Linked DNA regions of Mus musculus: regions 1, 3 and 4 are each linked to region 2. Evidence: chromatin contacts called from public promoter capture Hi-C data. All regions are on one chromosome and are shown on one strand. The core of a region is the stretch at or near the end of the contact, and the rest is flanking DNA. Distances in the headings are between cores, read along the strand shown. Region 1 holds the start of Edem3 (ER degradation enhancer, mannosidase alpha-like 3). Region 2 holds the start of Mrps14 (mitochondrial ribosomal protein S14). Region 3 holds the start of Dcaf6 (DDB1 and CUL4 associated factor 6). Region 4 holds the start of Tada1 (transcriptional adaptor 1).

What was found. Promoter capture Hi-C pulls out the DNA fragments that hold promoters and counts their contacts.
Region 1: a promoter capture Hi-C map of liver shows a contact between it and region 2, with 7 times the contacts expected there. The contact joins the promoter of Edem3 here to the promoter of Mrps14 in region 2. A contact is called at or near these places in 1 of 39 promoter capture datasets (liver) and 1 of 484 Hi-C or Micro-C datasets (muscle stem cells).
Region 3: a contact with region 2 is called in a promoter capture Hi-C map of pre-B cells. The contact joins the promoter of Dcaf6 here to the promoter of Mrps14 in region 2. A contact is called at or near these places in 1 of 39 promoter capture datasets (pre-B cells) and 2 of 484 Hi-C or Micro-C datasets (CD4 T cells and CD8 T cells).
Region 4: a contact with region 2 is called in a promoter capture Hi-C map of liver, with 2.3 times the contacts expected there. The contact joins the promoter of Tada1 here to the promoter of Mrps14 in region 2.

What each region holds. Positions count from the first base shown.
Region 1 is chr1:151,754,105-151,760,157 of GRCm38.p6, forward strand. Edem3 (ER degradation enhancer, mannosidase alpha-like 3) reads left to right here and starts at 1,270. Exons shown (of 20, transcript NM_001039644.2): 1 at 1,270-1,623; 2 at 5,634-5,679. The coding sequence starts at 1,463. 2810414N06Rik (RIKEN cDNA 2810414N06 gene) reads right to left here and starts at 914. Exons shown (of 2, transcript NR_151475.1): 1 at 739-914.
Region 2 is chr1:160,192,185-160,198,066 of GRCm38.p6, forward strand. It overlaps Mrps14 (mitochondrial ribosomal protein S14), which reads left to right and starts at 3,031. Exons shown (of 3, transcript NM_025474.4): 1 at 3,031-3,127; 2 at 4,762-4,920. The coding sequence starts at 3,083.
Region 3 is chr1:165,456,022-165,462,108 of GRCm38.p6, forward strand. It overlaps Dcaf6 (DDB1 and CUL4 associated factor 6), which reads right to left and starts at 4,442. Exons shown (of 19, transcript NM_028759.1): 1 at 4,110-4,442. The coding sequence starts at 4,206. Mpc2 (mitochondrial pyruvate carrier 2) reads left to right here and starts at 5,239. Exons shown (of 5, transcript NM_027430.3): 1 at 5,239-5,490. The coding sequence starts at 5,382.
Region 4 is chr1:166,377,140-166,383,381 of GRCm38.p6, forward strand. It overlaps Tada1 (transcriptional adaptor 1), which reads left to right and starts at 2,028. Exons shown (of 8, transcript NM_030245.3): 1 at 2,028-2,337; 2 at 4,988-5,079; 3 at 5,258-5,323. The coding sequence starts at 2,264.

The sequences.
Region 1 (6,053 bases), core at 20-2,519, 8.4 Mb before region 2:
AACCTTCAGGAAACACCTGCGTTTTTGAAAGAGGAGAGAAGGAAGAAAGGTTATTTTGTAACCCGGATGGTCAGAGAGATAAGACTTAAGTGGTGAGGCATTAAAAGCAAGAGGTTTCAGATAGCTCGATATTGCTGAACGGACAAATACGAAATTTACTGTGGCCACAGAGGTCACATCCAAGCTCCTCAACTCTGCCGCCACCTGCTGAAGTGGCACAAAAGAAAGACATGTGCTTTTGCAAGAGAAACCCACCTGTCATTTTACCCACAGTTAGCCTGCCAATCAGCCATTGCAACTCATTACAACATCTAGTCTTCACTAAATTAAAAAAAAAAAATCACTTTTGCATTGTACACTTCTTTCCTTCATGGGCTTTTAAGATAACTATTATTAATCACGTTCTTAGCTTTGCTTGGCCTCCTTCATTTTGAGTGTCCTGCTTAGTTGCTGGGGTACTGAATTAGAGGAGTAATTCAGGAGTTAGATTAGTGTTTGCTAACTTCTTCCAAGCCTTTGTGCAAAAGTTCAAGCTACGTGTGCAAAAGTAGAAGGACGATATATACATATTAGAGTTGTGTATATGCGCTAATGAAAGTAAAACTCTCACATGGTCGTCAAAGGTTCGAGTCATTTAGCTGTTGTTCATTTCCTAGTTTTTGTTTTGTTTTGTTTTGTTGTCATTTTCTCGAGGGCAGAAGAATATTTTCACTGTTCACCCAGGCATTCGGTACCGACCTGGGGGCAAGTCTCATTCTGTCAGCTCTCAGGAAAAAAAAAAAATCTTCAGGAAGAGAATGGCAAAGCACTCACGAGTCTCAAGGACTGGGCAGCCCACCGACGAGGTAGGGTTGGCCAAAGGTCTTGCGGAACACAGAACGCCTGGAACCTGCGTGGCCTTTACAGAATAGGACTACAAGTCCCAGAACGCAGGGCGCTACTAGGCAGAAATCTAGCAAGGCGCCTGCGCGTAGGTCTGTAGTCAAGCTGGAGGAAGCGGTGCACCTTGGGACTAGTAGTTCCTAGGTGGCAACTCCTGGGGTCGGAGGTGGATCGAAGGGACAGCTCCCTGCCCAGTCCCGCCTTTTGTCCACGTCCCGCTTCTCTGGGCCAATGCTAGGTCCTGTAGCTGCGGCCAGCCCCTCTCCGAGGCTGTCTCCATTGGTCCCGAGGCTATCTCACTTCGGCTCTACCCGGAAGTAGCCTTGGAGAGGCGGTTTCCTAGACTACGACACCGGAAAGCTGGGGGCGGTGCTCCGAGCCGTGGAGGGCGGAGGGTGGTGGCAGCGCTGGCGCTGGGGGACCGGCTCGGTGACTTCGGCAAACAGTTTGGCGCCGGCGGCCGCCAGCCTCACTCCACAGTCCGCCCTCGACACGGCTCGCAGCCTCCTCGCCGCCGGCAGCCCGCAATGTGGCCCACCGTGCCGGTGTAGCAGCTGCGCGTGCGCGGAACCGCGGGGCCATGAGCAAAGCCGGCGGCTGCCGGGGCTGTGGGTGCCGGGTCCCCCAGCGAGCGTCATGGAGCCTGGTGGCAGCGACGGCCGCGCTCTGTCTGGTGTTGGCCACGTCCGTGTGCACGGCAGGGGCCGCGCCCATGAGTAGGGAAGAGAAGCAGAAGCTTGGGTAAGGGTGCGTGGCTGTCCGGGTGGGTTTCCTCGCGCGGCTGCCAGCAGTGGAGGTGCCTGTCATTGCGCCCCCGGCGCACTGTGGACTTTTTCTGTGGTGACTGTAACAGCTGGTGAGGCTGGAGGACCTCGGTGCGGTGGACGGGGTCCAGGACGATGGGAGCTGATCCCCGGGATGTGACCTCGGGGGCTGTCGAGTGTCTCCTGGGCAGCCTGTGACATATGTAGTGTTGTGTCAGCGCCTCTGCCATGTCAGGGGCTGGTGGAGGGGCTACCGCCTGGGTGGCGGAGGCAGGGTTGGATGTCTCACCCAAGTGAGCTCCCAGCGGGAAAATGTTGCGGTGCTTACACCTGTTAAAGGAAAAGGGGCGTTCACCGGAACTTGAACTTTTCAGACTTCACTATCCCCCTTGCTGTGTTTTCTTTCCTAAATGGCACTTGTGAGCTAGAGCAGGCGATTTGATGCTATTCAGAGGCCTCGATTAAGTGTACCCCCTTAGAGTAGTTTTATGAGGCTTAAAAGTGTTCCAAAACACTATTTATAGCATTTAATCCAGTAATTCGAATACATCCGAAGTGGCACAAGTGACTAAGAACGAAGTGGAGAATCTCTGGATTTTGGCAAAACCGTGAAGTTAAGTGAGAGGAGAGGAAATGTGTGCCTGTCAGTAGCACGGCGAGTTGACTGCGAAAGATGCTTATTAAAACAGTGAAGTGGGTGGGTTTTGCTTGTCTGGTAGGTTAGCACAGAACACTAGAATGCACTGCTGATTAGTGAAGAGGTGAGAAAACTGGTGGGGATGTAAACCACGTGACTTATTGACACCAACTCCAGAATTTTAAATTGTGCTTGCTCTTTGATTCATTTCTTTCTCTGGAGAATCTATCCTACAGAAGTAAAGACACAATTAGAGATAAGTGTATAAAGGGGTGCATTTTGACAGAACAGAACAGGCTGGGGGGGGGTGTCATACATTTAGAAAGAGTTCTGTACTAAAGCAAGTTGTAGGTTAATATATAAATAGAAAGCATATTATTTTATAAGAAAAAATAGTTGCCTGAACTCAGGAAAAAATAACAGGTAACTTATCCCACAAAGGGAGGTGGAGCCATTAGGTTCTGACGTAGATACTTCTTTACTTCCGCCATTGCAAAAGAACTATACTAATTTTTAAATCACAGAGCAAATAAAAATGTGAGTAAAAGAAGATGAAGTGTTATCTATTCAAACAAAATTACCAGTGAATTCTAGACTCTTGCCTTTTCCTTTATAAGTTTAATGTATTATTTTGTGACATTTTAATGATGTTCCCACTTTGTTGGCATTTAACTCATGCCATCTCTAAAACTGTTATTCCATCGCGAGGTGGATGCTATCTCCACTGTGCAAATGAGGACATTGAGATTCAGGGTTAACTTGCTCAGAGTCTCAAAGCGGGTCAGGTTTGTGGTTTTTGGTTACATTTATATTTTTAACCTATGTCTGATCTCACAGTTCACAGTCTGTACAGTGCTGTACTTCCTTAAGATTTGGGGGAGGGGAAGTATTTCTATTATGGCTGCAAATATTTTCTTTGACATTCTTATTAAAATTTCTATATGAGTCATTGACTTGCCAGCCCCAGGTTCAGTCTCAAAAAAACCAAGCTGTACCCCCTGCGCCCGCCCTCTCCACCCCACCCCCCTCCAACCCTCCCATTCCACCCTCCACCCCTCCCCCCACTTTCCACCCCCCACTGGAATTGTGAACAGCTGCTCAGTTGCTTACACTCAAATATCTGATCATATGTAGTCTTTCAGGGAAAATATTTTTCAGGATAAGTGATCTTGCTAATATTTTTAGTTAACAGAGAATATAAATCAGTGCTTTATTGATGTTGGGAGGCAGGGTGACTTTAGAAAACCATTTTTAGAAATTATTTTGGAATGAAAAATTTTTAAATGGGGAGGATCAGATTTCCAATATGTCTTATACAGTTACTAAGTTGATATAAAACCATAGAGACTTTTTAACAGTTGAATACAGTCACTGTGTCTTTCTGTAGCTAGGTCCACTTTGAAGTTGATGTCATGGGACTTGCTGGTTGTTGCAGAGATGAAAGTGTGCCCTCGTATGCAATCATAATTTACTCATAATTTGGAAAATTGACAGCTCTCAAAGTTGAGTTAGCAAGTTAGAGGTTTTAAAACCTGTGATCCACCTCTAGGCTGTAGCATTTCCAGAGACAAGAGATTTCCCTTCTTGATATTAATCAAACACTTATTCTACTTCAGAGAAGGAAAAGTTAGTATATCCTGTTTTTATGTTAGTGCTTGCAGGTTTTGTGCGGCCTTGACTTCAAAGATGTTTGAAAGATTGTTATCATTTGCAAGATGAGGAATTCTCTAAGATAATGCTTAATATTCTGAAATTCTCTGGATCTGTGTAAATGTACAATATTTTAACACAATAGTAGGAAGATTTTTTTAGAATGATTTTATTTATTTTATATATATGAATATACTGCCTGTCTTCAGAAACACCAGAAGAGGGCATCAGATCCCATTACAGATATTTTAGAGCCACCATGTGGTTGCTGGGAATTGAACTCAGGACCTCTGGAAGAGCAGTCAGTGCTCCTAACCGCTGAGCCATCTCTCCAGTCCCAGGAAGAATTTTAAAACTACATTTGCCAGTGTGCAAGCGTGCCATGACACGTGGAGTCACAGAACAACATGCAGGAATTGGTTATCTCTCTCCACCACGTGGGTTCTTGGGATCAAACTCAGATTGGCAGGCTCTGCGGCAAGTGCCTTTACCCAACGAACCATCTTGCCACCAAGGTCTTGTTTTTAATGGGTAAGTGTTTTAAAATAGTCATAAAAGTTGCCAGGACTTATCTAGGTCATCAAAATGAAGGATACTTGACCTTGCTGGTCATTGCAGCCAGGATCTGGATATTAGATCTTTTCTGCCTGTAAGCTTCACTGTTATCAACAGTCATCTTTCATTGTTCTGAAGATGACAGTGTAGTATAATAGGAAGGGGAAAATATAGCCAGTCACTGTCTTTACTACCTTTTCTATCCCTGATTTTAGGATCTGGAACTTTGGGAAGAGAAGTGTTAGTGGAAGACTTGCTTCAGTGTTTTCCTTTGCTAGTTATTGGATTTGGCCCCGTCTGGCTCTCACGTTAGCTTTTGTAATAACACTTCATTGTAAGACTTATTTCTCAGTTTCTGAGACTCTGGTTTGGGCACCTAAAACCTCCATTTCAAACAGCTGTATTGGAAGTTGATACAAGTCTCTCTCTCCTCTTTTCTCCCTCCCTTCTCTGCTTCCTGTTTAAGGACCAGCCTCGGCCCTAACCTGAGAGCTAGAAGTCTCCCTTCTAACTCCCTTCTGAGCCTTAGAATTTTTCCTTTTGAAGTGAATTCTATTTTTTGAGAGTGCTCTTGAGAGATCAGAGTACATTAGAAAGTGTATCTTTTGGAAACGAGACAAATATGGTATGTATTTAGCTAGGCATGAGTGGTTTCACTCAGCTTACTGGGCAAGGCAAAGGCTTGAGAAAATGTTTTTATTTCATAGTAGTATCCCCCACCTCCCTACTGCCCTTAGTAGACTCTACAGACTAAGCAGTAAATGGTGCTAATAACTATTGCTTTGAGTTGTCTAGAAACGCTCCACTCCAAGAGTAAGTTACATAATAATGTTAATAGCGGTAGTGGTTTTTTCAAGACTTGCTTTCCTTCTCTGCCATTCTGACATGGATCATTCAATAGTTTTCTTAGGAAAAAAAAAAAAAACCCAGAAGTTTTATATAAATTGCCAGGTCTAGGACTAGTAAAATCCTGGCCCAGTTCCTTGTGGTGAGGTAAGAAAGGCTTATTACTCTACTCTCTTTGTGGTATCCTAGCTTGTTTTATGTTTTTATTAGTGTGTTTTTATGAGGGAGAATTATGTTCCTGAAGTGCAGTAGATAGAATATACAATAACTTTTCTCCCTCTCTGTTTTTTCACAATTAGAAATCAAGTCCTGGAAATGTTTGATCATGCTTATGGCAACTATATGGTAAGTATGAAGCTATCTGTGCATACCGCTTATACGAACTAACTATACACAGGTAACTGGGAAGTTTTGAAACCTGAATTACTAATGTATATTTTTAAATAAAGCTTTTTGAAAAAAGCAGGACAAATGTAAGCTAGCAGGGCATTCCTGTTGGCGATTCGTATGGAATCAATTTATTGAGTAGGTAAGAAATTGAAAGCAGATCATGAAACTGTGTGTGTAAGCAGTTTACTTTGGTTCTGGTAGCAGTTGACAATGCACATAGGTAAAGAGGAAAAAGATGTTGTGTCTGGCTGTAAGGGATGTCCTTTAGGAAAACTACAACTTACCGTACAGACCTATGAAGCAAACCATTGCATTAGAGAGACTATCAC
Region 2 (5,882 bases), core at 1,781-4,280:
TGAAATCTATTTTGCCAGTTTCAGGGCTTCTGTGGCCTTTTACATTCTGTCAGGATCTTTCAGCTGCTCTCCCAAAGTACCTGGGTTCAATTCCTAGCCCGCACGTGATGGCTTATGAGGGTCTGCACCTCCAGTTCGAGAGGACCTGACATCCCCTTCGGGCGTCTCTGGACTACAATTGAATTTAATGTTTTTGACACAGAGCCTCATGTAGTCCAGGCTGGACTCAGACTTTAGGTAACTTTGAACTTTTGACCCTCCATGTCTTGAGTCTGGGATGACAGGCGAAAGCCACTATGGTCCATTTATGCAGTGTTGGGGATCTATGTAGGGATTGCTCATATTAGGCATGCTCTCTACCAGCTGAGCTACATCCCTAGCCCATATCTTTGTTCTTTATGAATTACCCAATCTTATATATCATATTATAGAGTACAAATGGAGTAAAACATTATGTATATTTTACTCTACTTTTTATAGTTACTAATGATGTTTAAAGGAGCTCCCTGGAGTTTGGGGGGAAGGAGTGGTGTTTCCTGGGGAGTAGAAGGGCATCAAGTTCTGTGTCTCTTCTATTTTGTCTTATACATGTCTTCATCTTTTTGTCCATTTTTATTCTTTATAATAAGCTGATAAAGTACACCAAATGCTTTTAAGTCACGAATATTTACCCTACAAGATCTAAGCGCACCAGGTCCTGGGATACTTTTCCATTTGCCACCAACTAGCCACTGCCTCTTGTTGCTGCTTATGTTTTTGTTATTTTGTGACAGGGTCTCATTGTAGCCTGTGATGGCTTTAAACTTGCTGTGCACCCAAGGCTAGCCTTGAATTCCTGACCCTCCCAAATGCTGGGATTGCATGCATGCACTACCATTATTTTAATTTGCCATTTTCAACAAGGCAAACAATCACCTGGCTCCTAGGGCTGGTCCTACATCCAACTCTAGACGGATATAGTTTTCCTGCCTGTTCTTATGACACACACGGAGATGGGTTCTTGGCCATGTTCCTTGTCATACTGTAATGCAGGATGAAAACCTAGCCTACCAGGGGAAACCAAGTTTTACCCAAAGAAAGCTGATAAATGTGGAATGATAGCAGTTGGAGGACAGAGGGTGGCTCAGCAAGTTCTCTTCACAAGGCTGCAGCATGCACTGGTGTCTAGGAAGCTATCCATTCAGTGAGACTACAGCAGTGGTTATCTAGTGCCAGCTCCAGACCAAGTTTCTAGGTAGGGTTGCTGGAGGATAATACTGACAGGCACCTGTCTCAAGAAATGCTTTGATCTCTAAGTAACCTTCAATGCAGTTGCAGAGAAACTTGGGGCCAGTTTTACGTTGAAGGCTTCTTGGCTTGTTTAGCAACATATACTATCTGCTTGTGCATGGAAGCTCAGGGTGAGAAGACTCCAAATAAAGTCTCTCAGTACACTCAAGAATAGAGGGAGAATGTAAACGGTCACATTGAATTTTAATCTTTCTGATTTTTTTCTGGACCTTTTAGGAATTCAACTCATGGGTCTGTGCAATAGTTTAATTGTATAAAACTCGCTTTTTAAAAGATTTGTTTATTTATTTATTATATGTAAGTACACTGTTGCTGTCTTCAGACACTCCAGAAGAGGGCGTAAGATCTCCTTACGGATGGTTGTGAGCCACTGAGTGATTGTTGGGATTTGAACTCAGGACCTCTGGAAGAGCAGCCGGTGCTCTTAACTGCTGAGCCATCCCTCCAGCCCTAAAACTCATTTCTTTTTTGTTTTGTTTTGTTGTTTTTTTGAGACAGGGTTTCTCTGTATAGCCCTGGCTGTCCTGAAACTCACTTTGTAGACCAGGCTGTCCTCGAACTCAGAAATCCACCTGCCTCTGCCTCCCGAGTGCTGGAATTAAAGGCGAGTGCCACCACGCCCGGCCCTAAAACTCATTTCTTACTCTATAGCCTATAAACATATCTTTCTGACTTTCAAGCCCCTTCCAGAAGTTTGGCTTTCTGAAATTGTAACACATTAGTGAAACTTTTCCTGTTTTTAATTGAAAAGAAATATTTTTATACAGCATATTTCCCCTCCCTCATCTCCTCCAAGATCTTCCCACTTCCCTTCCTATCTAACTCCCGATGAAAACAAACAGGCATCTTAAAACAACAGAAACATAATAAAAGAGTTTGCCGTGTACCCATATCTTGAGATGACTGTAGATGATGCCCAATTATGTTGTGTGTGGCGTGGGGGTGAGTGGGAATGAGTTTTAACCAGGGTTTGATGCTGCTTGCTGGTCTAGGACTTTTTAGATCTTAGTATGATGGCAGGGACTCCTGGTTGTCTTATCCTGCCAAATGGTTTCAGTCAGAGTTTCCCTAGCCCATTAGAAATGTTCACTAACTTGTAACGCTTAAAGAAAAAAACTCTCCTTCTTCCTGGGAGCTTCCTGTGTAAAGAGCCCAATGGGCTGTTCCTCACTGCACCCATCAACACATCTAGGAGACAGGCTAGGAAGATGGCAGGAAAGTGCCCTGTACTAAAGGGAAAACAGCAGGCACATGCACACACACCACTACCGCCGTCCAACCCACAGAGACAAAAACGTAAAACCTATACAACCTTAATACAGATATGATATAATATAATAAAATAAATATAATATATATAATATAATACATATTTAAACCCTTGGCGTGCAAGCAGAAACTCTATCAGGGCCACTACCATCTTCTTTACAGCAGAAATGTGACCAGTGCCAGTTCTGCAGGATGAGTGACAAATGCTGCCAAGCTTCCGCCGGGTGGCGCCAACGCGCAGAACACAGGCGCAGGCTGGGCGGGGCTGGGACAGAGGAACAGCAAGGGCCAGGAGAGATCGCGCAGGCTCACTATTCTCCTACTGCCTAAGTGGGCGGTCCGCATGGATGATTTGCTTATCTATGAAATAACGCGAGAGTTATTTCAAATCCCGCACCTACCCTCTCCCTCTCTATAGGCTAAATCCTGCCCTGGACCCGCCCTTTGGGGCATAAGCCCCGCCTCCACAGAACCTGTTTCCGGTGTTGTACTGCGGCGGTGGTTGGCTGGCTGGGCAGACAACATGGCGGCGTCCGTGCTAGGCTCGCTGCTGCGGACCTTCCGGCAGGTCAGGCCCCTGCCTTTCTCGCCAGCCTACCCCTTCCCTGATTTCCGTGTCCTGTGGGTCCCTCGTAACCCTGTCACCTGTAATGCGCACGGAGGACCGATCCCAAGGCTCCTATCTGCTTTCCCGTCCTGGCTAGGTTAGGAGAGCCCAGAGCAGCAGTCGAGGGCTTGGTATTCAGGTGTGATCCGTCATGTGAAAGCTGCGAGAATGACTCCGGGTTATAAGGAGCCGAGTGTGAGTGGAGAAGAGAGGGGAGAGTCGGATGATTGAGACCTCAGAGGCTCCGATTATGCAAAGAGACTGTAGGGAACTAGCTGTCAGCCAGTGGTGGCTTGGAAGCAGGTGGTGACAATTTCGAATGGGGAGCAGGCCATTCCGCTAAAGCAGAATTAGTTAAAGGAAGGGCCGAGAATTGGCTGTAGAGTTAAGGAGTGGGAGTGTTATGATGCGGATAGAAACTGGAACGAGCAGCAAAGGACGTTGGAGAAGTCTTGGATAGTTTTGTTGGGGAGGGGTGTCAACTAGAGGGAGACCTGGGTGGACCTGGGTTGTTTTTTCTTTACTGTGACATTGCGTCATATCTGTATATTAGAGTGGGGGAACACTGATATAAAGAATAGGGAAGAATCGCTGGAGATCTGCCTTTTTTTTGCAGGCAAGAGGTGATATAGTCTGTGTATGAATTTTGATTTTAGGAATGTGGTTAAGTCATGAATAGCAGTTTCGTCCAGTAGAATTGTAATGCAAACCACAAGGATAATTTAAATATTTTCTAATATTTATATTGAAGTTTAAAAAGGAGGTGCGGTTAATTTTGATAGATATTTTTAGTCAGGTCTATCCTTATCCTAACAAGTCAAAATTAGAATGACTTATGTGACATTTGCATTCTTCTGTTGGAAGCAGGTTTCAAAGTCTGTGTATCTGACACTTAAAATATATATATATCGCAGTTGGGATGCTAACTTTTGCAGTTGGACCAAAACCAAACTTTTAAGCGAGTTAATACCAAGAATTATGTCCCCACTTGTACTGCTTACAGTTCCAGTGCGTATTAGCTGTATCCATGGTTCATGGCCACTGTAATGGACAGAGGTGTCATATAACCAATGAGAGGGGTGTAGAGTGTAGTACAAATACTGCCGAGGGGGCACAGGTATGGTAGTGGGAGTTTGGAAATTCTCTCCAGATTGCTTCTAATTTTATAACTAAGGGTACTGAAGTCATCAGAACCTGAGGGTGTGGGAGAAGGTAACAGTGACTTAAGAAAGAAGAATGAATACACCTGCAAATTGTCCCCAGATTTCCACCTGAGTTGTAGTATGCATGAGGTATGCACATGCACACACAAATAAATGCCATAAGTTACTTCCTAAAACTATTAAGTCTTCCCCCCATGAGATGGCTCAGTGGGTAAAATGCTTGCCACCAAGCCTGTGCAGTTCAATCTAAGGCCCCATGTTGTAGGGGGGTAACTGACTCACAGAAGCGTTGTCCTTGTCCACCCTCCACACATGCCCGTCCATACACAAGCACACATGTGCACTCAGACATGCCAAATAGAATTTAACTGCTCAAAGTCATTTAACGAGTGACTGAAAGTTTGTAGGATAATCCTTGTCTCTCTTTTTTAGGCAGTTCCTCCATCAGCGTCAGGTCAAGTTCGAGGTTACTATGTAGACTGGAGAATGTTGCGTGATTTGAAGAGACGGAAAATGGCTTATGAATATGCAGATGAGAGGCTTCGGATCAATTCGCTCAGAAAGAATACCATTTTGCCAAAGGACCTTCAGGTTAGCCAGTTGAGTCCCTTTCTTGCACAAAAGCATTAACTATCCTCATATTCTGTTTTATGCTGTTTTATTGCAACTTCTTAATGTAATTTCTGGAGAATAAGATCAAATATTCAAGTCTACATATATAGCCTTAAAACTGGCTTTGGTCAGCTTAGGATAAAGGACAACTACTCAGTCTTTCCTGGTTCTTCAGCCTTGTCATTATATAATCCCTAGAAAGTACTAGTACCAAGTACTAGTACCAATCGTGTGCCTGTTTGACCAATTGGGCTTGACCCCTACAGACAGTCCTGGCAGCCACCATTTTACTCTCTGCTTCCATGAACAACATTGTCTTGAGCTGAGTGCCCGAGGCTGTCTTCTCCTATTAAGTAGAAGAAGCGTAATACCACATTGTGGTAAAAGCCACAAGAGAGAGGTCCTGGGAACTCAGTTTTCTGCTCATTTGCTTAAAAACAGGCAAAATTTAAAAGATATAGCAGCCACCAGGACAGCCAGAGCTATACAGAAACCCTGTTGAGTGAGGTAAGCAGGGCTAGAAGGTGAAGAAATACTGTGCTGAAATCTAGAGTAGTCGTCGGTGGTGCAGTCTTCACTTGAAATTTGCTAAGAGTAGAAAGATAATGTACCAGTATTTCATTAAATATATACAAACTTTAGTTGTCAATCAAGCCAGAGGGTAAATGAGTAAATTATTTATGAAGAATATTACCCCACATACACACCAGGAGAAATGCCTCTAGTATTAGTACCAGCAGTAGCCGTGAAGATAACAAGTTATTTAACTATCAGGGCTGTCTGAGGCTTACAAGTTAAGTTTATGTCCAGTTCCAGAAGGCTTTCCCAGAATGCTCTTTTGTGCTTTCTTTTCTGCTGTCATTTTCCTGTTCTAATGTCAGTTTTTGAGGACAAGGAAGGGCATGCATAGCTAAGTCTACATTTCTTCTAGAATACTTATT
Region 3 (6,087 bases), core at 3,192-5,691, 5.3 Mb after region 2:
TGACTTCCACAGGCACCAGGCCCGAAAGTCAAAGAACAGGAACGAACACACACACACACACACACACACAGGAACATTGATGGGCATAAAGTAAATCTTAAAAGGGGTGGGGAGCTAACATTAGAAAGAGTAAGTAAGGCAAATATTGACAAGAAGAGCTGGAACCTACATCCCAAATGGGAATGTGGTATAGTATAAATTATGTTGAAGAACAAGGCTAGACACATTATACAACCCAGCAATCTTACTGACTTACCCACAAAGTGAAGATTGTATTTACAAACACTAGTAAAATAAAACCTGCCTTATTTTTTCAAAGGTCTAAGTAAAATTTCACTATTTATAGCTTCTTTGTAAGCTCTCACTACTGTGTGTTAAAGAATTTTGGGTGAAATTTTGTGGTTCGGTTTTCTTTGTATTTCCTCTATGTACCTCAAGCTGGCTTTAAACACAGTGGTACCCTACTGCCTCTGGCTCCCATAAATCTGGGATTATAAGTAACCAGTTAGAAAAGCATCTTTGAAAAAAGAAAACATCACAAACAAAAATGACATTTATTGTATTTAGGGAAAGGAGTGGGTCACATTACATGTGTGTGGATCAGAGGACACAATAGGGAGTCAGTTCTCTCCTACTGTATTAGTCCCGGGAATCTAACTCAGGATGCCAAGTCTCAACAGTAAGGTCCTCACTCACCCAGCCAGCTTACTGCCTCACTTTGGGTTTTTTGGTTCTGTTGTTTTGTTTTTCCAGACAGGGTCTCATCTCACTCTGGACTATATATGCCACATTGGCCTAGAATTTGTAAACAATCCACCTCAGCCCCCTAAATGTTGGGATTATATGTGTAAGCTACCATACCCGGCTTGTGTATATAATATAAACATGTCCACCTGCCTGTATGTGTGGGTACACCAGCCAATGCATGAAGGCCAAAGGACATAGAGTACACTCGTTCTCTCGCTGTCCCTCCCTTTCCCCCCCTCCCTTTGAGACAGGATTACTTGCTAAAGCTTGAGCTCTCAGTTTAGCTAGGCTGACAAGACAGTCATCAAACCCAGTAATGTTCCTGTCTCTATACCCTATCCTAGCTTTTTACAAGGATGCTGGAGACCCAAATTTGGTCCCCTTGCTTGTACAGTAAGCATACTTATTCAACTAAACCATCTCTCCAGCCCACCCATTCTATCCTTTTTGTTGTTTTTAAATAATGTGTCTCCTGTACTCCAAGCCCAAGCTGGCCTAGCACTTATTAATCCTCCTGACCCCATGCCCCAAGTGCTAGAGGTATGAGCCACCATACCCAAATAAATTTTTAAAAATTGCCTATGTTTTTTAATTTTCAGAAAGGGTCTCATGAATTCTGGGATGGCCTTGAACTCTTTATCCTCCTGCCTCTACCTCCAGAGTGTTAGGATTACAAGCTGACACCTCCACACCAGTATATGGTGCTAGGAATGGAACCCAGGGCTTCCTGCATACTAAGCAAGCACTCTTTTAAATGAGCTACATCCCAGTACCTAATCTTCACACACTTAAGATCAGGCAGTGACAATACCAATCCTGTTTGTGTGCTATAGGAAGTCAGTGAATACATTAGCGTCATTATCTAAAAAACTGGTAATTTTGTCAGAGTTTTCTCTCCTTGTTCAGTTCCTGAGGAAGTTAATGGAACCTTTGTGTTTTGTTTCTTTAGTATCGAAACCTCCATAAAAATGAGCATTCCAGTTTGAATGTTACTTAGCAGTAATTTATTATTAGGAATGCAAATAATAGAAGCCTATTAGGAGAAAATGCAAACTATAAAACTCTGAACAATTATGATGTTTAAATCTGCATGTCTTTAAGAAATCAACTAACTTTCTAAGTTCCTTGCACTTGGAATTTAAAAGGGTGTTTGTTTGTTTGTTTGTTTGTATGTTTGTTTGTTTTTTGAGACAGAGTTTCACTAAAAATCCTTCAAACTAGCAGCAAGTCTCCTTCCTCATCAAAAAAGGCTTTATGAGAAAGGTCATCCTCCCCCCCCCCACACACACAAAGAAACTTATTAGGTATCAGATTCATTAGACTGCCTGCCCATAGGTTTTATTTCAAAGATGACCTTAAACAGGTGATCCTACCAGCCAGCCCTTTACCTTGGAAGTGCTGGGATTACAGGATTACAGATGTCTGCCATCTAACCCAGGAAAAATCGCTTTTAAAGAAGTGCTGAAGTATGCATCATTGTTACACTTCAATTACTTAAAGCTAAACATAGTGGCAAACATCAGTAACTCCAGAACTTAGAAGACTAAGGCAGTTCTTAGTCTTAAAGAGTTTTCTCTTTGCAATGTCAGAGTCTAGAGAACAAACTGAAGCAGCAGAGGCTTGGTAGCTGGCACCCTCACCCGCTGAGCCATCTCGAGAGCCCCACTGACCATGTTCTCATTACCTTTATTATACACAGCCAAACCCAATTGAAATAAGACTAAATTATAACTTCACTCACACAAAACTTTAGCATTTGCTTTATTAAGGTAAAAGTCTGTTTTTTCTACACAAACTAAATTTTAAAATAAACTTTCACACCTCTTTTAAGACAAGGATTTTAAAAAGGACTTTACAAATATTAAAAACAAGCAGTCTAGGTACTTACTACAACATATGTAAATGATGTTTGCACAGTCATGACAGTGAACACATATTACAGAAAAGGGGACAGGGTCAGGTGAAAATTTACAGTGTAATCCCAGCTATCAGGAGAATGAGATAAAAGTTAAGGCTAGTCTGGACTATATAAGGAGTCTCTTTCAAATAAAAATTAAAGAGACTAAAACTTAGAACATTAAAATTCTTCATTAAGTACTATGTAATGTTTTACACACATTTTTATGTCTAAAAGGATCTCCAGACGCAGTGAAGAAAAAAGCAAGGGAGAAAAATGCTTTCACCACCATGCATCCGGTTTTCATTCACACACATGTAGGGTGCACATACAGGCACTAGTATTTATATATGTATGCATTTCTAAGAAGGAAATAAATCAAGGAAAATAATCACAAAACAGAAACATTTCTAGGGGCAGTGGCATGAAATCCAAATGGGACCGATTCTGGGACTTCTGCTTTTTTGTATTTAATTCTTACAATGATAACATTCATTTAAAAACATTAAAACGCACACCTAGGCGTCCTTTAAGCAATTTACAGCCAGTAGTATTGGCTGTAATGAGATTTCATTTCTTTCTATTTTTGTTGTTAGTAAAAAAAAAAAAAAAAATGACAGCAACAAATCGCTTCACTTGGCAAAGAAATGACAGAGTTGGGGGGAGGAGGCACTTTGAAGAAACAGGACTTTTTAGTTGACTCTGGCATGACCCAACACACTCAACAAAACTCACGGTACACAGAACGAAAAAGGTGGAACCCTGCGTCCACAGTCCTGAAGGTTGTTTTTAGAAAGCTTAACTAAGAAACAGAAAATGCCAAGTGTGTTTTCCAGGGGTGGGAACAGGAACGTGAAACCTTACACCACCTAAAAGAGGTCTACGGGACTGACAGCAGGCTGGACCTGGGAAGGCGCGGGGGTGGGGAGGGCTCCGCGATCTCTTTTAGGTTTGGGCTAAGCGCCACGGTTTACAGCGAGCCCGGCTGGGGTGTCAAGTCCCTGAGGGTGGTCAACAGCGTCTCTCTCGGGCGACATCTAACCCCTTGCGGAAGCCGAAGAAGAAGGTGGACAAGCAACACCTTGAGGTCTTCGGCTGAGCGGGGACAGCTCCGGAGAAAAGCAAAAGCGCCAACTTTGGCGTTCAACGTGGCATCTCCGTAAGGCTCGCGGAGTCTTCTCCGGAGTCCCAGCCCACGAGCGACCCCAACACCTTTCCGGGCTTAGTGCCGCCTCCCCACGGCCCGGCTCTCCGAGGGAAGCCCAGCTTGAGCCGCGCCTGGCAGCTTGCAAAGGGGACCCCGACCTTAGGAGGAGCGGGCGCGGATCGCCGTCATCCCACCTGAGACCTAGCCTGCGGGGCGCCCCGGTCGGGGCTCGGTCCGGTCGCCAACAGCCCCGGCGGCGCCCCCTCCCCCACCTCTGGGCGGCGACCTCAGCGCCGCCGCCCCGGGGCCCCCGCTCACCCAGGTAGCGGCTCCTCAGCCGGGACGGGTCCTCCAGCCCAAGGGACCTTTTCCTCACGTCCCACAACAGGTGCGGGCAGGAGCCACTCCGAGCCATGGCTCCGCAGGGGCTGGGGTGGGAAAGGGGAGACCACCGCGGGGGGTGGGGAGGGGAAGAGAGGGAGGGGACAGGCCGATCAACACCCGAGCGGCACCAGCACCATGCGCGCGCCCCGGGGCCTCGCCGGCGCCGCGACTCAGAGGGCGGCAGCCACGGCCGCGCCTTCTCCCCGGGAGCGGAGAGGTACCCGGGCCACGGCTCGCCTCATACTCTCCTCAGACTACCCAGAACATCTAGAGATCGGCAACAGTCCCCTCCCTCGACCCCCCTCCCGCGGGAGGCGGAGGCGAAGGCGGAGGCGGCCGCGAGCTCCTCCCTCTCCTCCCTAGACCACGCCCCCTCCCGGCCCTTCTCGCGAGAGGATGCACACGGGCAACAGAAGCCGCTGTGCGTCACGATTGCCCTCACCCTAGGAGAGGAGCTTGAGGGCGCTCTAGCCTACTCCTTAATGGATTGGAGAGGCATGACGGAAGCCGCTGAGGTTGTCTTGCTCACGCCTCTCGAGTCAAAGGAAAAAACCGGGCGTGATGACCCATGCATGCAATCCCAGCAGTCGGGAGGCTGGACCATAGCGAGATCCAAGCCAGCCTGGGGTACACAGCGAAGACACCGACTCAAAAACAATAAGTAAATAAGAGGAAGTCCGACAGGTATCCAGCGTCATCTTCAGTTCGGGAGAGGGAAGCCCAGAAAGCTTATTAGTCAAAGTGAGGGACCGGGCGGAAGTGCGGCTTCAGGTTCCCCTCTCCAACATGGCCTCCAGGGCCGGAAGGAGATGATTTCTGGCCACGCCTCTTCCGCTCTGTGAGGCCAGCCAATTAGAGCAGGCCGTTAAGCTTGCGCAACGCCTCGCCCGCCTAGCTCTAGCGGCCCCAGCACGGCGACCTCTGTAGCACCTGTTGCCATGACTCCTCCCCCTCGGTCTCCCCAACCCGCTCGCAGGAGGCGGGCCGGGGCGGGCTTTTGCTGAGCTCCGCCCCCCTGAGCCTTTGCGGGACTCGGCCTCTAGGTGCTTCACCTCTGGCTGCCAGAGCCGGGGAAGGGCGCCCTAGGGCAGAGGCGGACGCCCCAGCGCTGCAGAGAGAAAGTGACGAGCCGCCCTTCGTTGTCAGCCAGGAACGCGGACACAGCGGCGCTCCCACCCTGCTGCTGTCGATCCCTAGGCCGCCGCGATGGCAGCTGCCGGCGCCCGAGGCCTGCGGGCCACCTACCACCGACTCATGGATAAAGTGGAGTTGTTGCTGCCAAAGAAATTGAGGCCGCTTTACAACCACCCGGCAGGTAATGAATCCTGAACGGCTCGCACGGAGATCGTTCCTCTCCCTCCGAAACCGGGACATTAGAGGCCCTGTGACAGTTGAGTTGCTACCGGAATCCCAGAGCCCTCATCTCGCCACTGAAGGGAATCCATCAATTCTCCTAGTCTTTCACCTTGTTTCATCTTAGGTCTCTTTCCAAAAACCGAGTATCAGCACCCAGTGCCCTTGTTGACTTTTGATGTCTTCGCTCCCTTAAACACTGCTCACACTCCCGACCTCTCCTCCAGACTTGAACCTTACTTAACTCCTGAGAGCCACGAAGGGGTCTTGGGCCACCATGAAACCCTCCTTCTCCTCCCCTTTCTCCCTCCGTGAATTTCTAACGCACACGTGGGGTAGAGCTGAAAAGGTGTCTGTCTGGTCTCAGCAGAGGGTTTGGAGTAAAGGTCATACTTTAGTTCCTCTTGGCAGAGGCCTGCTAAGTGAGCCCTCCCCAAAATTGGACGCTCCCCACCCCCATCCCCTTCCCCTTCCCGGTTCAGTCAATGTCAACCTGGTTCCATAGACCCAGTATAATAAGCCAGTCATTATGCAATCACTGACCAGGTTATATCTGTGT
Region 4 (6,242 bases), core at 778-3,277, 6.2 Mb after region 2:
CAAAATCTGTTACAGGTAGATCTCTTGTTGTGTTCTTCCAAAAAATATGCTAAAGCAAAAACAATGCTGTTTAAGATGCTGAAAACTGAGAAATAAACAGAGACAAAGCTTTTATAAATATGCAAGTAAAATAGTTATATGAAATCAGGTGGTGAAAGGGCTCGGTGGTAATGGTGCTCCTCACCGAGCCTGATCACGAGCTCACTTGCTGGAACACACGTGGCAGAAGGGCAGACCTGAGTCCTTTGTTCTTTGACCTCACACGTGGGCTGTGACCCTTGAGTCCCTACACACATACGCATGTAAATAAATAAATGAATGAATAAATAATAGTAAATTAAAAGCTGCTATGAAAAATAAACCAGTGGGTATCTTCCTTTTTTGTTGTGTTGGCCTATGGAAATAAATTGCAGAAAGTGGGCAATATTTAAGAGTAATATTATCCGCCCCCAGTCACCCACCCTACTGGAAGGGACTGGGTATCAGGTGTGCAGCAGAGGCCGTTAAATGCACGTGATGAAAAGTGAGCAGCCTGACCACTTCTGCAAGCACCCGGAAGGCTGCTGGGTTTAAACTGGGGCTTCCTTTTGAATATAGGGAGGATTATTTTAAAAACTGGGAGGCGCTTGACCACAGGGACGAGACATTCATAACGATTCCTGCCACCCGATCCCATGATTCTCTTACAGGATTCTGTCCTAAAGTAATAATTACAAATGAGGAGAATCTGCATAAAGATGCTTGTTAAAATATTTCTTTTAATACAGGAGAAAACCCCAGTTTAATAGACAGGAAAGAAGTCATTGTATGCATCTTATCTGTGCAGTATTTAACAGGGCCCGCTGCTCACAACCACCTGTAAATTCACTCACAACGACATCTACCTAAAAACAAAATCTTTAAAAAATTATGCTGTCATTAAAAGTATGAACATTAGCCGGGCAGTGGTGGCACATGCCTTTAATCCCAGCACTTGGGAGGCAGAGACAGGTGGATTTCTGAGTTCAAGGCCAGCCTGTTCTACAAAGTGAGTTCCAGGACAGCCAGGGCTATACAGAGAAACCCTGTCTCAAAAAACAAACAAACAAACATGAACATTAAGGCAAAATAATAGCCTGGTGTCAGATAGCCAGGGCTACAAAGAGAGACCCTATTTCAAGAACAAACAAGCTGGGCATGGTGACCCATGCCTTTAGTCCCAGCCAGCACTAGAGGCAGTTGGATCTATGTGAGTTAAGAGGCCACTCTGTCAAAACGAGAGAGAGAGAGAGAGAGAGAGAGAGAGAGAGAGAGAGAGAGAGAGAGAGAGAGACTTTAAAAGTAGGCTTTAAAAAGTTTTAAGCTGAACACAGCTATGGCTTCCTAGTGTAGTATATATGTGCATATTCGAGTGTGAATTTGGAATTTGAGAGAGGACAAGCTAGCTTGTGGGTCCTTCCACTTGACCTTGACTTGAAACGAGGTTCTTTGCGTCTTTTCCTCTGTGGGTCAGGCTAACTAGCTGCTGAGACTCCTCCTGTTACCTCCCCTAGGACCTTTGGTAGTCCTGCTTGGGAATTATTTTTATTTGATCTGTCAATAGTGAATGTTCAGAACTTGAGTAACATAAATCCTGCCTTCAGGCAGCTCTCGTTTTAGTTGCAGGAGGCAGAAAACGAGATCGACCAACTAAATGTCACAATAGGTGGTGAGCACTTGGCAAAAAAATGAGGACAAGAGGATAAATTAGATATTGCATGCACTCGGGGACCTGAGCTCTTCCTTCTGGGAAGAGCTGACCTGCAGTCAGGGCGGGGCCTGGCCGGAGGGCGGGCGGGGCGGTCAAGTTCGCGCCCCGGGGGCCGCCGCGGGCGGGCAGGCGGGCGTAGGTTGGGCACGCGCCCACCAGGGGAAGCGGGTCACGTGAGCCAAGAGGCGGGAGTTGGCGAAGGGAGTTTGGCTGGGTGCTTTCCCAACTGCGAGACGGCGGGGCCAAGAACCAAACCCACGCAACGTCTCCCTAGCGGATGGGGGCGGGGCCGCCGAGCAGAGCCGAGCCGAGCCGAGCCGAGCGGAGCCGAGCCGAGCCGAGCGGAGCCGAGCCGAGCCGAGCCGAGCCGAACCGAGCCGAGCCGAGCCGAACCGAGCCGAGCCGAGCCGAGTGGAATCGAGTCGAGTCGAGCCTCCAGCGTCCGGCGCGCAGGCCTTCCGCCGCGTTGATCTTTCGGTTGCTGGTGGCCGTGGGCCGCGCGGTCTACGGTCGGGCTGAAAGACGCGCGCTGCAATGGCGACCTTTGTGAGCGAGCTGGAGGCAGCCAAGAAGAACTTGAGCGAGGCGCTGGGGGACAACGTGAAACAGTAAGAGCCGCGGGGACCAGCCTCCGGGCCTGTCCGTGGGTGTGCCCCAAGCTCGGGGCTGCCGTAGTCCCTGGACTCTCTTCACCTCCCGGAGGCCGTAGGCGTCTCGCGGCCGCCACGGCTCCCGTGCGGGCTCCGCCGGGACTCGAGGCGCTGGAGGACTTTCTCCTGGGCGTCCCGACACCGGTGATACCCGCGTGGGGGCGGGAGCAGCGCCCTAGGCGCCCCGGAGTCGGTAGAGCGGGGGGCGCGCCGGGGCGGGGTGGGGGGGCCCGGAGGGCTTCCCGGAGGCGGAGGCCCGCGTTGCTCAGGGGCCAGCTAGAAGAGCTGTGAAAGCGGGTTCGGAAGGCACAGAGACCCCAAGTGAAGTCGGTCGGTCACCCACCTTACAACCACAGCATCCAAGGGGGCGGCTGCCTAGCCGGCCGTAGGACGCCTTTCCCAGTGTTCCACACGGGCCAGCCAATCCTCAGACCTGAGATCGGCACAGTTCGTACTCGAGAGACAGAGATTACTTATTCCCCCAAAGTCACTGCCCAAGGATGGGACTGAGGCTTCTGGTTCCCGCCGTGTGATGCTTTTCAGGGGTTACTTGGAAAGTCCTCCCGTTCCCCACACCGCCGGGCTGTCAGCAGGGACTGGGGCAGAGTGACAGCTCTATAAGCAGTAGCCTGCGGCAGCCGGAGGAGGAGCCTCGATCTTTTGGGGGAACTTCAATTCTGGCAAACCCGTATTTCCTGGCACTGAAGTTGAAATGATTGACAAGAGCAGCCCGTGAAGCAGAGGTGGTGTTAATAGAAAGGCCGTCAGAAAAGCTTAGGTGCAAGCTCCTCGTCGGAACCCCTCTTTAAAAGGCTTTAAATAAATAAATAAATAAATAAATAATAAGTATTATTATTTGTAGATTTTTAAGCACCGGAATTAAAAAGAGATGCCCAGGGAAATAAGACATACCCAGATGTGGACTTCTCAATGGAGAGTCACAAGTTGTGCGTTTTGGCAGCTGTCTTGTTACACCCAAGAATTTTGTACAAGTTTCTTTTTCTTTTTTCTCTTTTTGCTGATGAGGTGGACAAGCTTATAAAGTCTGGTAGAGTAAAACCAGGCGACATTAAAGTTGCACAAGGGGTTTCTCTGTCCAGATGACCAGACAACTGCGGTTTTACAGCCTGGAAGCGAGAAGGAGGGAGGCCTTAGACAGAGATTGTTAGTTGTGTTGGAATTTTCGATGTTAGCTGGTAAGAGGCTGCAAGCTGAGTGGGGTGAGGGACTCTTTTGCGTTTTTTACGTTTGTGATGTTTTCAGTTTGATAGTCCTGCCTCAAGACTGTCACACCAAGCGCCATGGGTGAAGGACCACCTGAGATGCAAGGAGGAAATTAAATTAAATTTAAATAGGTAAAAATGGCAGCCTTTGGCTTCGTTAGAATGGTTGTGTACTTTTATAATACTGTTTGGTGAGGCTTACGGTTAAAAAGCCTATTGGGAGACTTGTCTCTTTTTCCACGCTCACAGGGTTTTGGAAGTGAATGGTTTCACACGGAGCTAAATCTGCAGGCTATGACTTGTGAAGGCCATGACTCTAACTCTGGCCAGAGTAACTGTGCCTTCCTTCCAGACTCACTTAGCAAACTCAGGCATGACAGAAACCTTTGCAGTCTTTGATCCATTTGTAATGGCCAGAGCTGACTGTGATGTTGCACAAATATGGGTGCTGATTCCAAATTTTATGTATCTGTCATGTGAAATTCACAAGTCTTTGTGTCAGGGACACAGTTAATGATGGGATTGTAATGCATTTCTGTTTCCGGTCTTCATTTTTAAAACCTGCCATCTTGGTTAAGCTTGCTTGTCTCTGGCCATTTCCTCTTAAGCAGTTTGCTTTTCGTTGTTCATCATGACCATTTAAATGGGATCCTGGGAGGTAGGTAAAACAAGGGTATACAGAGTGCATGGTGTGAATTGTTTACCATATGTCCAGCGGTCCAGATGTTAAAACCACAGGCTTTCAGTTACTCATATCCAGGAATACTTCCTTTCTGGCGAGTGATTAGAAAGGCAGCATTTCTGCCGATTTGAGCTCATCTGAACGGAAGCGTGGCACAGGAATAGGTGTTAGTCACCACTCTCCTCCTCATAAAACGTTCACGCTTAGGAGTAAGTCCGCCATGTTCTTTTAAGAAGGCGGCCAAGAGAAGGAAAGGCACAGGTGTGTCTGCACCAAGTCTGCCCTGAGTCCTCCTTTAGGGAGAAAGGATGTTTCTTGTTGCTCCTCTGCCTCTTTGGTGTGTTCATTTGCTAGGCACCACAGGCGAGTTGCTTAAACCACAGAAGTTACTCTTTTCACAGCTCTGGGGGTTGTAAATCCTAGGCCAGTATGCTGGACGGGTGGGTTTCTTCTGAGGCTCTCCTGGGACCTCTGCAAGAGTCTGAAGTATCTGTCCCCTCCTTTGCTGCTGACTAGACAGACTAGCTTAGGAGTCACCTCGTGGTCTCCTCCTAACCATCTTTAATATAGGCTTGGCCCAGAGCCACAAGTGCTTCTCAGCCCAAGACACCGGGGATTATAAATTTGTCTTCCCTGGGAGTGAACCCCGGGGCAGAGGCAGAAGCAGAAGTCTGTGGCTTTAATGTCATTTCTCCTTCTGCAGATACTGGGCCAACCTGAAGTTGTGGTTCAAGCAGAAGATCAGCAAGGAGGAGTTCGACCTTGAAGCTCACAGACTCCTCACACAGGACAATGGTAGATCTTCTCCCAGTTTCCCCAGATTTGCAATTAGTACTTTTGTGTTTGATGCTGTGTAAGAAAATCTTAACAATATTATGGTTACAAAGGTAACTGGGAAGACTGGTAGGGAGAGAGGGAACAATTTAAGTATTTCCGAGCTCCTCTGACTTGTGACAACCTTCCTTCCTTTCAGTGCATTCTCACAATGACTTCCTCCTGGCCATCCTCACACGTTGTCAGATTTTGGTTTCTACACCAGGTAAGGGGGTGGGAATGTTTCCAGTCTCAGGGAGGGGGGGGGGCGGGCTGGATATTTAACTTCCTTCATCAGACACCACTTAGGTTTACAAAGGAAATGTTCCACCACTACTACCACCACCAAATGTTGTGTAGGTGATGATTGTACACACACACACACACACACACACACACACACACACACTCTTCCTTGTGCTTAGTACTCTTACTCCCCACACAGCTTGTCACATTCTGATGACCAGGGTGGGAGTCAGGATTCAGACAGTGAAGGCTGTGATGAGAGGCAGTGGGTACCAGGAGAGGGCGGCATTAGGAGACACAGCTGAGCAGTGGATGCTGGGAAGTCAGGCAGTAGAAGCCTGGGCTTGGGATGTGTGCTGAGCAGAACAGCACCCAGTAGAGCCGCTCAGCGCCCGTTTGGTAGAGTGTTGGGAGGAAGTAAGTGCTTTAAAAATGTCCCTCCTGATAAGATTGTAAAATAAGTGTAAATCTCCAATCTGGAAACTAAGCATTATTTCTTCATTGAACACTATTTCCTCATAATGAAATGAATATTTGCTAGTAACAAAAGAATGGTTTTTGTTACAAGTAAAATGTCCTTCTTTCTATGTGACAATCACAGGTGGACCTGTTTTCTTTTTCTTTTCTTTTACACTACTTATTTCTTTTGTTTTGCATGTATGTATGTGGGTGCACACGCCACAGCATGTGTGCGTGTGTGTGTGTGTGTGTGTAGGTCAGAGGGCACCTTGCAGGAGTCAGTCCTCCCTGTGAGCAGAATTCCAGGGACTGACCTCAGGTCATTAGGCTGGGCAGGTGCTGTCTTTCTCTGAGCCCTCTAGCCAGCACTGTTTCCTATTTTTCTAAGGAAGGCCAGAAATACAATTTAAATAGTATTTATTGAGTACAGCATGTTAGAT